Linked DNA regions of Oryctolagus cuniculus: region 1 is linked to region 2. A link is a contact called in public Hi-C data. All regions are on one chromosome and are shown on one strand. The core of a region is the stretch at or near the end of the contact, and the rest is flanking DNA. Distances in the headings are between cores, read along the strand shown. Region 1 overlaps XPNPEP1 (X-prolyl aminopeptidase 1). Region 2 holds the start of ADD3 (adducin 3).

What was found. Hi-C and Micro-C count contacts between places; a contact is called where the count stands out from the background.
Region 1: a contact with region 2 is called in a Hi-C map of psoas muscle, with 3 times the contacts expected there. The contact joins the enhancer-like site here to the promoter of ADD3 in region 2. A contact is called at or near these places in 3 of 6 Hi-C or Micro-C datasets (ear pinna, psoas muscle and an unstated tissue).

Annotation. Positions count from the first base shown.
Region 1 is chr15:20,408,841-20,411,800 of mOryCun1.1, reverse strand. The region is part of intron 3 of XPNPEP1 (X-prolyl aminopeptidase 1); the gene reads right to left. Among named protein-coding and RNA genes, the nearest start is that of XPNPEP1, 29 kb to the right of the region's middle. Within about 2 kb of position 1,545, at least 1 of the 8 cell types and tissues checked has an H3K27ac peak or open chromatin away from gene starts, as enhancers often do. A contact at or near this core is called in ear pinna, where this site is marked.
Region 2 is chr15:20,292,220-20,295,189 of mOryCun1.1, reverse strand. ADD3 (adducin 3) reads left to right here and starts at 1,676. Exons shown (of 14, transcript XM_070057246.1): 1 at 1,676-2,062.

The DNA of each region.
Region 1 (2,960 bases), core at 296-2,795, 120 kb before region 2:
TTCCACAGGAAGTATCAGAGGTTAAGTTGTGAATGGGGACATAGGCGCCTTACTTCCAGACACTAAAGTAGCACCCAGACTTTGGTACTTTTTCTTCTCTCCTAATAAATCAAGTCAAGGTGTGTGGGAAAAGCAGATGGTTATCCAAAGACTCACACCCCTTCCTTGAAGTAGAAGAGTCACTGGCAAGTGGCTGCCCAGCCAGGACTTCATTTCCCAGGGCCCGCGCATCCAGGTGGTCACACCAATGGAATGTGAGCGGGAGGGGATGTCTTGAGATAGGACTGCCAAAAGTGATTGTGCTCGCCACATACTTTTTTTTTTTTTTTTTTTTTTTTTTTTTGACAGGCAGAGTGGACAGTCAGAGAGAGAGACAGAGAGAAAGGTCTTCCTTTGCCCTTGGTTCACCCTCCAATGGCCGCCAAGGCCGGCGCACTGCGCTGATCCAAAGGCAGGAGCCAGGTACTTATCCTGGTCTCCCATGGGGTGCAGGGCCCAAGCACTTGGGCCATCCTCCACTGCACCCCGGGGACACAGCAGAGAGCTGGCCTGGAAGAAGGGCAACCGGGACAGAATCCGGCGCCCCGACCGGGACTAGAACCCGATGTGCCGGCAACCCTCCCCATACTCTTCTACCAGCTGGAATAGTGGCAGCATAGGAAGGAAGGAGCTGAGACAACTCAATTACTTTATCTCCTTTATCTCCTACCAGGCAAGAACTACCACTCTGTACTGCTATGTGAACAGGATATAAGGCTTTACAGCAACAAACCACTGAAATTTGGAGATGGGTGACCATGGCTAGCATTACTCTAATCAGCACAGTTGGTTAAAATCACTACCCCCACAGCAGGAGAAAGACTGTTTAAGAAATACAAAACAAAACAGGAAGCTGACTCCAGTAGAAATGGGGTAGGGTCCAAAAAAGTTTAGGAAACTCTGATTCATGTCTTCCCAAAGAGGAACCACAAACACAGCCAAAAACTCACATTGGCAGAGTCACCCCTGACAAAATACAACCCTTGGAAAATGGCAAGCCCCAGAGGGGAATATGGGGGCTTACAGATGGGGAGGATGAGGGACTGAGATGTCTAAAAAGCCGTGCTGGCACAGCTCTGGCCCCCAAACAAGGATTCTCCTGGCCTGGGGACATGGTACCCACAAATGCCAACATCGAAGGTACATGAATGCATTCAGATTACCAGAGACAGTAGACAGTTCCTCACTGTAAAAATCTACCAGGGCCCAAACTCACAAAAACCATAATCCTTGTTCCAAATTTAAAAAGGAGAAACCCTGAGAGTTGCAGAGGACAGAGAAAGCAGGCCACTGGATCGCCAAGTCCTTGCGCAATTATGCATTTGGGGTACATTTTCTCCCTCAGGGACTAGTGTGTGGGTGTGTGTATTTGTATTCTGAAAAGTATACAAAGGACAGAATTTAAGATTTTCCTTCGCTTCTCCAACACCCTCCTTTCCCCACCCATCAACCCTGAATCGAGGCCGAGATGAAACACTTGGGAACAAGAGCTGCAGAGAATGGCAGCCTCTCTATCATGGAGGAGGGTGCTGCATTGGATTACACACAAAGCTGGCCCTGCCTCCTCATTCACACAGTCCCAGCAGGGCCCCAGAATCCCATGCAGTACATCCACCCTCCTCTCCAGAAGAAGTAAAATAAGGAGCCTGTCTCTTCCTGTTGATGGCACCACAATACAATTCCCCATGTTTCTTCCTGTTGATGGCACCACAATACAATTCCCCACGTTTCTCCTTGTTGATGGCACCACAATACAATTCCCCACGTTTCTCCTTGTTGATGGCACCACAATACAATTGCCCACGTTTCTCCTTGTTGATGGCACCACAATACAATTCCCCACGTTTCTTCCTGCTGATGGCACCACAGTACAATTCCCCACGTCTCTTCCTGCTGATGGCACCACAATACAATCCCCCTCATTTCTCCTTGTTGATGGCATCACAATACAATTCCCCACGTTTCTCCTTGTTGATGGCAACACAATACAACTCCCCATGGCTCCTCCTGCTGATGGCACCACAATACAACTCCCCATGGCTCTTCCTGCTGATAGCACCACATACAATTCCCCAGTCCCTCTGGCCAGCTGTCCACAAGGCCCATACTTAATCCAAGTTCTAGAGCTTCTCCACTGAATCCGTCCCCTCTTCCATGCTGCAGACCCAAAGCCCCTGCCCTTGACTCGATCCTGCAGTGGCCTCCTTACAGGTTTTTCAATTATCAGTGCCTCCTTTCTTCTGCCAACACTAAGCCCTGGTCTCTCTGATCATGACACTCTCTTGTTCAAAGACCCTCAATGGGTCCCCACTAACGAAAAGAAATCTAATGCTGGGGTCAAGGCCACCATGACCAGTCATGGGTGACCCAAAAGGCCCCTATTTTTCTTTTTTCTTCAAACTTATCATTAGGCATTTCCACCTACACCTGTAAATTTGCTCAGGAAACTTTGTTTGTCTCTATCTCCAAGAATCCAAATTCTACTTGTTCACGGTCCTAATTTTTTTTTTTTTTTTTTTTTTTTTTTTTAGGGAGAGACAGGAACAGAAAGCACTCTCATACACTGGTTCATTCCCCAACTGCCCAAACAGATGTGAATGGGCAGAAATCAAGACTGGAAGGCAGGGGACCTGCACTGTGACACAGCAGGTAAAACTGCCACCTGTAGTGCCAACATCCCATATGAGCACCAGCTCATGTCCCAGCTGCTCCACTTCTGATCTAGCTCTCTGCTATGGCCTGGGAAAGCAGTAGAAGACGGTCCAAGTCCCTGGGCCCCTGTACCCATGTGGGAGATCCAGAAGAAGCTCCTGGTTCCTGGCTTCTTACCCACCCAGCTCCAGCCATTGTGGCCATTTAGGGAGTGAACCAGCAGATGGAAGACTTCTCTCTCTCTGTTACTCTTTCAAATAAATAAATCT
Region 2 (2,970 bases), core at 427-2,926:
CATATTTTAAGTGCTGAATTGATGTTTCTTTATATTATATATACACAGATAATGTCATTGAGTGAAACTACACTTTTTATGTTGTGACAGGTTGGGCTCAGTCCCCAGAGTGGGTATGTGAAACAATGTGTATGTTCATAGATTCAGTTGTCTGTGTGTGTGTATGTATGTACGTAAATACTGGAGACTCAACTTAACCCCCGCTCTGTCCATAACACTGTTCCCATTTTACTTCTCTGGGTTTTCATGTTTTCCACTTGTAAAAGTTATAGGACTGGGGCCAGCATTGTGTTGTGGTGGGTAAAGCTGACGCCTATGATGCTGGCAACAAATATGGGCATTGGTTCCAATCCTGGCTGTTCGGCTGCTGATCCGGTTCCCTGCTGGTGTGCATGGGAAAGCTGTGGAAGATGGCCCAAGTCTTCGGACCCCTGCCACTCATGTAGGAGACACAGAGGAAGCTCCTAGCTCCAGGATTGGCTCAGCTTTGGCCATTGCAGCCATTTGGTGAGCGAACCAGTAGATAGAAGAGCCCTCTTCTCTCTCTCCCTCCCCTCCTCTCTCTCCCTCTCTCTCCTCCCACAACCACCCCTGGAACTCTGCCTTTCAAATAAATAAATAAATCTTACAAAAATGATAGGCTGGAGTAGACGAGATCTAAAACTGGTTTCAACTCTACCATCTGATGTTCCAGTGTTCACAGATGTTTTAGTTATTATTTAACACATATTGTAGCACATCAATCACTTAGTATCTCTGATTTGCAAAACAATTTCAGAATAGTGGAAATAATATACTTTGGTAATGTTTTTAAAATAAAATACTTGCTTTTAATCCACATTTTAAGAAACAAATTTAGTGTGGGACATGTTTGCATTATATAACAAATATAAACATGTGAATGTCATAAAATCACAGAATTAGGAAATTTTAATTCAACTTCCTCATTTTACAAAATAGGGAACTAAGGGCCAAATACAGTTAGTTACTTGCTCAAGATCACAAAGGTAATTAACAAAGTCTGTACAAAGTAAATTAATGCCAGAATATTTTCCACAGTTTTCCCTATTAATATTTCAAGACCACACCTATGAACAAAAACTCATAGTCATTCAGTACTTAAATCAAAGAATATTAAAAATAAAATTTAAGGTCATAATGTGTCATGTGAACATATCACATTTTTAATAGTCTACTTCATAGATTCACATGCATTTAATTGTTAATCCACTTGAGTTTCTTAATTTTGCTGGTCATTGAATTGCCACTGAAATAGCATGTACTCTGCTATCATTTTATAGTTACTTTAGCTCTTTTTTGTCTCTTGATAAATGATATTGTGATTTTTATAACATATGAGTACATGTGTTCTAATACTGGCATTCACGGAAATTCTGCGAACTCTTAAAGGTTTTAGTAGGACTCAAATTGATTGGTCTCAGTGACATAAATTTTACTTTCTTATTCTTTTCACTCCTGTATTAAATATTAAAAGTCTTTCTTTATAAACTTATCATTTTAGTTCAAAGGTTGGACATTAAATATTGTCTCGTATTACTAATCAGTTTCAAGACACGCGATTTTATTTTTGCCATTGAGGTTGGGGCTCTTTAAAATTGTTGTTTCTAGCATCTCATTGACTCACACTAAAAACCAGAGCTTCAGTCCCTCGATCACCCAATTAATTTTAACCTTGACCTCCCACAGCTGTACTGCTTCTACACAGTCCCAAAAAAAAAAAAAAAAAAAAAAAAAAAAAAAAAAAAAAACCCAACTCCCTGATTCCACCCTTTCTGCTTCTCGCGAAGCAACAGTGGAGAGGAAAAACAAAACCCATTCCTTTAAGAAAGATTCCGCCTCCTCTCCCCAGCAAGCGCCCAAGGGTAATCGTGGAGTCTCCACGAAGTCACACACTTTACTACTGCGCCCCGGGAGAAGCCGCGCCGCCGCTGTGTGGGGCTGCAGCGGGTTCCTGTGCAGCACTGCAGACTGCACACCTCGACAACCGAGACGCAGGCACGTCCACCACCCTGGACTCCAGGAAGCCTTGGCTCTTCAGCGGGTGAGCAGATTCTGTATCCATTTTGTCCAGAAGCTGTGGGAGAGGGGACGATCGTGGAAACGCGGTTCGCCAGACATGCTTAAAATGAATTATGTGAATCTGCCTTCCTGGAGGTGGGGGGGGGGGGTGTCTAGATTTGTGACCGGCAAATGCCCTGTACACTGCTGACTATTATCTGATGTGTGCCTTTAGCATACTTTTTTTTTTTTGAAATTCATAAAGATCAACCTTAATGCATGCAAAGCTTTCTTTCTTTCTTTCTTTCTTTTTTTTTTTTTTTGGCTTTTAAATGCAAGAAAACATCCAGCCACTCCCAATCTCTCCCTCAAATACTGCAGATATTTTAAAACGCCAAATAAAATGACAGGCTGAGCATTTAAAAAATATTGTTTTCTTCCCAAAGCCGGGAAGCCGTATCCCTACCATTCTTAAGGAGTATTTCAAAATATGAAGGCATGGTTAGATTTTGAGCAAACGGGGAGATGATGGTAGACTAAAAATCTGTGCAGCCCCAGTCCGGGGGAGAGAGAAAGCGAGGATAAAAGGAATCACAGCTCGTGCCAAAATGAGATTCATTTTCCACACTTCCTATGTGGGAAGAGGAAACTACATTTTAATTAGCGCATTTTTTTCGGGAGGAGACAGGGGATGAGGATGAGGGGGATGGCGAGAGGTATTCGAGGGGGTGAGGAAGGAAATGAAGTCGACGGTCGCCAGTGCCTTGGGAGCCACGAGAGATAAGGGTGGGGAGCGAAGTTTGCTGTGTGTGTTAGGGTGGGGTCGACCCAAGGGGCGTGAATCACTGGAATGGCGCTCGGAGGGGGTGTGCAGCGGGCGCCTTCGTGCCCGCGGAGGACGTGCGTGCGGGAGGGCTGTGGCGGCCAAAGGCGCGCGCCGCCGGGAGGGCT